Linked DNA regions of Mus musculus: region 2 is linked to region 1. The links are chromatin contacts, called in public HiChIP or PLAC-seq maps. All regions are on one chromosome and are shown on one strand. Each heading gives the region's core, a stretch centred on a gene start, on an enhancer-like site or on the middle of the called end of the contact. The rest is flanking DNA. Distances are from core to core; before and after follow the strand shown. Region 1 holds the start of Hdhd3 (haloacid dehalogenase-like hydrolase domain containing 3). Region 2 has its middle 27 kb from the start of 4933430I17Rik.

The links. HiChIP or PLAC-seq counts read pairs in DNA pulled down with a chosen protein or histone mark.
Region 2: a contact with region 1 is called in a CTCF HiChIP or PLAC-seq map of CD8 T cells, with 6 read pairs. The contact joins the enhancer-like site here to the promoter of Hdhd3 in region 1. A contact is called at or near these places in 5 of 39 promoter capture datasets (the C10 cell line, cranial neural crest, embryonic stem cells and 2 more), 1 of 15 datasets of contacts at CTCF or cohesin (CD8 T cells), 3 of 484 Hi-C or Micro-C datasets (CD4 T cells, Sertoli cells and palatal mesenchyme), 4 of 115 datasets of contacts at active chromatin or transcription factors (CD8 T cells, the SCID.adh cell line, effector CD8 T cells and 1 more) and 2 of 9 other capture datasets (adipose tissue and liver).

What each region holds. Positions count from the first base shown.
Region 1 is chr4:62,500,580-62,504,032 of GRCm38.p6, forward strand. It overlaps Hdhd3 (haloacid dehalogenase-like hydrolase domain containing 3), which reads right to left and starts at 1,621. Exons shown (of 2, transcript NM_024257.1): 1 at 1,579-1,621.
Region 2 is chr4:62,550,500-62,553,952 of GRCm38.p6, forward strand. It overlaps a transcript of 4933430I17Rik not described here. Among named protein-coding and RNA genes, the nearest start is that of 4933430I17Rik, 27 kb to the left of the region's middle. Within about 2 kb of position 1,687, at least 22 of the 459 cell types and tissues checked have an H3K27ac peak or open chromatin away from gene starts, as enhancers often do. A contact at or near this core is called in CD8 T cells, the SCID.adh cell line and effector CD8 T cells, where this site is marked.

The sequences.
Region 1 (3,453 bases), core at 371-2,870:
CAGACACACATGAAGGTGAGAAAACAAATCATTTAAAAAAAAAAAAAAAACACCCAATGGAAAATTTTGGACTAAATGAAATAATTTATGCATTTGTTTCAAAACACATTTCTGGACATCTTATGAGTCCGATGTTGGGGAATAAGACAGTTTTCCATCCCCTGTGGCATTTCTAGGTATTAAATACTAAGGGTTTCTCTGTAGACCAAAAACCTATAAAACAAGCACAGTGAAGTTGGTATGTGCCATGAGGCTATAAATCTGGAACCAAAGTCAGTCTTTGAACTCAGGGAATTTCCTTAGCAGGTTGAGGAATCCCGAGGAAAGAACATACAGAAAAAATATATATAAACTTCCTTGAGGCTGGGCAAAGTCTAGTGCTCTGGGCAGAGCTGAGCTCAGGTGCATAGCCCTGTAGGTCAAAGTCAGGAAGCAGTTATGCCTGCCATTATCTGTATGTGGTTTTGCCTCCATGTATATAAGTGCACCTCCGTCACGCCTGGTGCCTGTGAAGCCAGAAGAAGGTGTCAAATGCCCTGGAACTGGAATTTCAGACATTTGTGAGCTGTCACATGGGTGCTGGGAATCGAACCTGGGTCCTCTGGAAGAACAGCAGTGCTATTAACTTCTGGGCCATCTCTCCAGCCCATGACCCTTTTACAATTATTAGAAAATGGTGCCCTTGTTTAAGAAACCCATATTTATATTTGAGTATGCTTGACTTTCCTCAGAGTCCTTCTTTCCCCCCTAACCCTCATGCTTAATCCTGCATTAAAATGTTATTAATAAAATTTCCAACTTGGCTTCATTTAAAAAAATTACTAGTAATGTCAAAAAAGAGAAAGGTTCCTGGAGACTCTGACCAACAACATAACTGGTGAGGAGCTGGTGGAACCAGAGAGGGGCTGTGAACCTGCCAACAGCCTGGATTAGAACCCAAATGTCCAGACTCTAGCCAGGGCTGCCTTTGCTTACCCATGTTTATATTCTTTTAAAAGTTGGATTATGTTGAGCCTGGGAAGAGTGGGACAGAAGACAGTCCGTTCCAACTTGGCTCTGAGCTGCAAGTTCTCCCTGGAGTTATTAGTGCCAAATACCCAACTGTCAGTTCTCTGCCTGGAGTCAGAGACTGATTGCAGGTTTGTCTCCAGACAGAGGGGACTGCTTAGCTGTGTCTTTCAATCTGTGGGGTCCGGGGTTCATTCAGAATGCAGCCAAACAAAACAGAGGTGAGGAGGGGTGTGGGGGCGGGGCGCGTAAAGAAATGTGACAAAGAAGAGATTTAAGTCAGCTCGAAATAGTGAGACAACTTTAAAAGGGCTCTCATCGAGCAGGTAGGTAGGCTGAGGCCCAGCCAGGAACCAGACTGGTTCCGAAAGTCCTCTGGATGTCTCAGGACAAAAGTCATAGCGGGGCTGGGGCTCCGCTGCAGGACTGACTACCCTAAAAGCAGCGGGACGCGAGACTGGAGCCTCCGGGGCCAAGTCCACTGCTGGCTGGCCTCCAGCGTCCCCAGCTCGACTGCACGGATTCCCACGGTTTAGCACCCTCCACCCAGCCCCGGGCCTCCGCACCCACCTGGCTCGGGAAAAGAGACCTGAGACGCAGCGGCTGCTCCACCGGCTCTATGTAGGCGATCAGTAGCTCGCGACCCTCGGACTTGCCATTGATTCTCGCCCCGCCCCACTCTAGGCGTCACCAAGCTCCTCCCTCGCGCCCGTCACTCGCCACGCTGAGTCTTGGGCCTCTTGTCCCTTAGGTTACCCCGTAGCTTCCCTGCTCCCTGTCTCACGCCCTCTCACCGTCCCCTGGCTTCTTAAGGTCACTGTCTCACCCCTCATCACGTTCCTCCCCACTGCCCTTATACTCATTATCACAACCCAGGTGTTCTCTTTGCTTCTCATCTCTATCCCCCGGCCCCCGCCTCCGTGGGATGGAGACACTTAGGGGACCTAGACTAACTTGGGAATGGCAATGGCGGGGAGTGGGGTTAGGGCTCAGGCCGGCTCCCCAAACGCAGTGAGGACTCCAGCAAGGCTCTGTCCCTTTCTGTTCTGAGAGACCCCAGTTGGTTCTAGAAGGGAACTTCTTGTCTCACACACACAGTTTGTTGACTGCAATAACCTAGACACTTGGTTTTAAGATAGGGTCTCACTATGCAGGCAAACGGGTCCTGAGCATCTTCCTGCCTCAGCCTCCCAAGTGCTGGGATAATGGGCGTGCCACCGCCGTGTCTGTCTAACCTAGTTTCTCTCTGTAAAAAAACAAAAAACAAAAAACAAACAAACATTTAAAGGAAAGAAGAGTTTCCCTTTAAATGCGGTTTTCATAACTGAAATACACGTTTATATTCAAAAGTACCGTTGAAAGCAAAAAAGCAAAGCTTTCCTCTCAACCTAGTTGATTCGTGAGGTGCCAAGTAAGCACCTGTATTCTGTGTCTGACGCGTGGATAGAGCAGGAAAATGTCAGTTTCCTGCCTACGCGAACATGGGAGGATCAGGCAAAAACCAAGTTCATAACGGAAATGAGCTGTAAGTGCTGCCAAGGAATTGGCTGGGGGGCAGGGGCAGGAGGGCTTCCCTCTGCTCTTTTCTTCCCCTCCCCCACAGGTACCCTCTTAAAACATCTTCTGTTATCTCCTGGCTCTGTGGACTTTAGATGGACTCAACTCCCTCTCCCTGGGCCTCAGAAAGCAAAGTGCAAAGTCACAGAGCAGTCAGCTCACCTGCCAGACTGGTTTTGCCGAACAAGCTTGCTCCTCAGAAATGGAGGTAGAAAGGATAGCCAGGACATCAGAGGCCCACCTGTTCTTCAGAGAATCCTGGAATCCCTGACTGTATCTCTTTTCAGGGTCACCTCAAACCTAAGCCTGTAGGTTCTGATTCCAACTCTGCCACCCTGGAGACTAGACACGAGTAACTTAGTAAAGCTAGAATCCAGGCTAGCTTTAAGTAGATTTCCAAGATAATCAATGTCAGCTGCCATTTGGTAGGTCTCTCCATGTGCTGTTGGCACAGTGACAGATGGTTGATATCAAGTCAGATCACACAGAAAACCTCTTTGAGCATTTAAGAAGATTCTTTTCAGGAGAGAAAACAGACTTCTAGGTGCTTAAGGGTTTTGTTTCAGGTCACATACTACACAGCACGCTGCCCATCTCCAAAGAGGGTTTGCCAGCGTGTATTGATTGGCTCACCTGGGCCAATGACCTTGACCTAACTGTTGGGCCACTAGAATCTACTTTTTATTGTCTCTAGGTTAGCAGCAGCAAGGAACAATACACAGATAAATAGCCTGGGATGTCATAGGAAAGATGGTGGTGGTCTTTGATATTCTGAATCTAGCTTCTTTTTGATTTGCAGCTTCAAAGCTGGGTACACTTAGCCAGGTGTGGTGGTAAACCTGCAAGTCCAGTTAGGAAGCCGAGGCAGAAGTTACAGACCAGCCTTGG
Region 2 (3,453 bases), core at 437-2,936, 50 kb after region 1:
TGAGATTGTCAACTGGGAGTGATGAAACTGGGAAAGACTCTGGGTCTCCTAGGGCAAGGTCAGATCTTTTCACTTCTGCTTTTCTTCCTTCATTCTCCAATCCAAGTCCCACTGTCTATCACCATGTTCAACCAGTGTCTGACTTGTCCCCCTGCCCGGCAGGCTACTTGTCTTCCTCTGTGATCAATCAGTGGGTCCCAGGGATGGCAGCCCCTATTTGGGGTCAATCTTATTTCATTTCTATTTCCTCCTTTCACTAGATTATTAAAGAAAGGTTCATTTTATTTACAAGTACTTCAATATGTGTCTCTAAAAGGAAAGCATTTTAAAAAATCAAAAAATTATTTCATTCTGCAAAAATTAATAATGATTGCTTGATATCGAATACCCAAGCATATTCATATTTCCAAACTTAGTCTTGTTGTTGTTTTTCCAGTTGATACCTTCACAATAGAATTCAAACAAGGCAGGCTGAAGAGATGGCTCAGCAGTCAAGAGCCCTGGATATTCTTTCAGAGGACGCAGGTTCGATTCTCAGCACCCACGTCACAGCTCACAACTGTCTGTAACTCCCATTCTAGAGTACCTGGCACCCTCGTGTAGACATACATGCAGACAAACCAGCAATACACATGAGTCACACAGGGTCCATAGGTTGCACCTGCTCAGTATGTTCTGTTTCTTTAATTTGTGGGTCCTCCTTTTCTCTTTCTCCTTTCTTAGAATTCATTTGTTAAAGAAATGGGTGGCTAGGCTTGCAGTTCTCTGTGTTCTGCTTGCTGCTGGGTGCATCGCCGTGGCAGTGTCTCACTCCTTTCTCTGCCTTGTTTTCTGAAAACTGCCGCTGAGGTCTGGAGGCCCAAGCTGATCCAGGCTCATTGACAAAGATTCCACAGATGGCATCCTGTGCTTTGACTGGGGGGCCGGGGGGGTGGGGGCATGACAGGGTTTGTCCTTAATTGTCAATAATGATCCTCGTTTAGCATTTAAAAAACAGATTGCTCTTTCTGGTTTTGTGTACCGGTGTTTTGACTGCATATATGTATGTACACCATGTATACACCTGGTGCCTGTAGAAGCCAGAAGAGGGTGTCAGATCTCCTGGAACTGGGGTTATAGACGATGATGAGTCACCATGTGGTTTCTGGGAATTGGACTTGGGTCCTCTGCAAGAACAGTGTTTTAAACTACTAAGCCAACTCTAGCCCCTTGCTTGGCTTAACACTTACATGATTTTATTAAATCTTTGGGAATATCATTCATACTCACAGTGTATTTTGATCTGGATCCTATTCCTCCCCTACCTTTTCCCAGATCTACCTCCCATGCCCCTCCCAAATTCATGTCCCCCCACCCCAGTTCAATTTGTGCTGCCCGTGTACTCAGGGTGCAGAGCCGTCTGCTGAACATGATCAACCTACTGGGGCCACACACTGAAAAAACCCGACTCTCCTCCCTACTGTCAATAACACCTCGACTGTGGGTTGGGACTTCTCTCTCTATGCTGGGATGTCGACTGCTTCAATTGACTCTGTTGTCCTTTGTCCGTCACATGCGTGAGATGGCTCACACCTGCCTGCGCTCATGCTTACAAACCACACGTACACAATACTAATAAAGTTGAAGAGAAAGCTGGGGTAAGATTGTGCAGCTCTTGTACAGATGGTCTCAGCTGCTTTGAAGTCAGCCGCTGTCTGATGTGGGTTCTAGGAACTGAACCTGGGCTTTCCACAAGAACAGTTTGCACACTTACCCACTGAGCATCTTGAGAGATTCATAATTTTCTTTGTCTAACTACTTCAGCTATACCAACTAGTATGCTGTTAGTAGAAGTGCTGAAAGCAGACATCCTTGTCTTATTGATTTTAGGATGAAAAAGATGCAGTCTTTTACCATAAAGTATATTGTTAGCTATAGGTCTTTTCATAGAAGTCAATACTAGATTAATTTTTCTTCTATCCTTAGCTTGCTGAGAATTATTTTGTTAACTGTGAAAAGACATTGGAATTTGTAAATGCCTTTTGTTTTTCTATTCTAATGGTTATATATTTTTGGTTGTTTATTCAATTTGCTAGTGTTGAGTTCTGCCCCCTGACTCCCAGCATAGCTGCAGCCATTTTGTTCCATGCCCACCAGCTATTTCATATTGTTGCTGTAATCTGCCTGTCAGTCATTGGCACAGGAAAATAGCTTGACTCAGAGCAGGGTCATGCTGAACACATGCCCTGTTATGTTCTGTATGTTCTATATAAGATTTGTTAATCTTAAGAAATTCCACAAAGCTTCATGTAGGACCCATCAAGTTAAAGGTCAATATGAACTGTCATGTCTAAAATATCTTGAGTCAGAGCTGACCACTGGGCAGCACTTCCTGCGCCTGCATATGAGCTCATTGTGGTTTTTACAGGTTTTCTTTCCTTATAATCCTCCCCTGAGAAATGTTTGTTGTCACTGTTCAGAATAATTCTGAGCTATGTCTAATGATCTAGTCAGTATTAGGGTGTGCGTTCAATAAACCATCCCTGTCTGACTGAGATTGATGTTTGTGTGGTTTGTTGAGCGACTCTAGGGCCCCAACAGCTAGTTGTGTCCATGTCTTTCTTTTTTCTTCTTTTTTTTTCTTCCTCTCTTCTTCTTCTTCTTCTTCTTCTTCTTCTTCTTCTTCTTCTTCTTCTTCTTCTTCTCCTCCTGCTCCTCCTCCTCCTCCTTCTTCTCCTCCTCCTCCTCCTTCTTTTCTTCTCCCTCCTCCCTTCTCCTCCTCCTCCTTCTTTTCTAAAGACAGGATCTTAATCTGTAGCTTGAGCTGGTGTGGCAGCCTGAAATTTATAATCCTCCCACCTCTTCTTTTGGTGCAGTTGGATTACAGACTTGAGTCATCATGCTCTATAACCCTACTGGCTGTAACTTTCTTGTGGTGTCCCTGGTTTGATACCAAAGACTCATAGTAAGTTGTGAAGTTATCTATCTGTTTATCTATTTATCTATCTATCTATCTATCTATCTATCTATCTATCTATCTATCTATCTATCTACTGGTATTTGTTTTTTTTTGTTTTTTGAGAGAGTTGGTAAAGAGACAGCATTTAATTCTTTTAAAAAAGTATTATGTATGTATTTATTTATTTATTTATTGGTTTTTTTCGAGACAGAGTTTCTCTGTGTATCTTTGGCTGTCCTGGAACTCACTCAGTAGCCCAGGAGGATGGCCTCAGACTCACAGAGATCTGCTTGCTTCTGCCTCCAGAGTGCTGGAATTAAAAGTGTGTACCACCACGGCCCAGCAATTCTTAATTCATTAATTAAATTTTAATGTATGAATACTCTGTCTGCTTGTACATATGCCACAAGAGGGCATCAGATTCCTTTAAAGATGGTAATGAGCCACCAGGTGGTTGCTGAGAATCGAACTCAGGACCTCCGGAAGAACAGCCAGTGCTCTTAACTGCTGAGCCA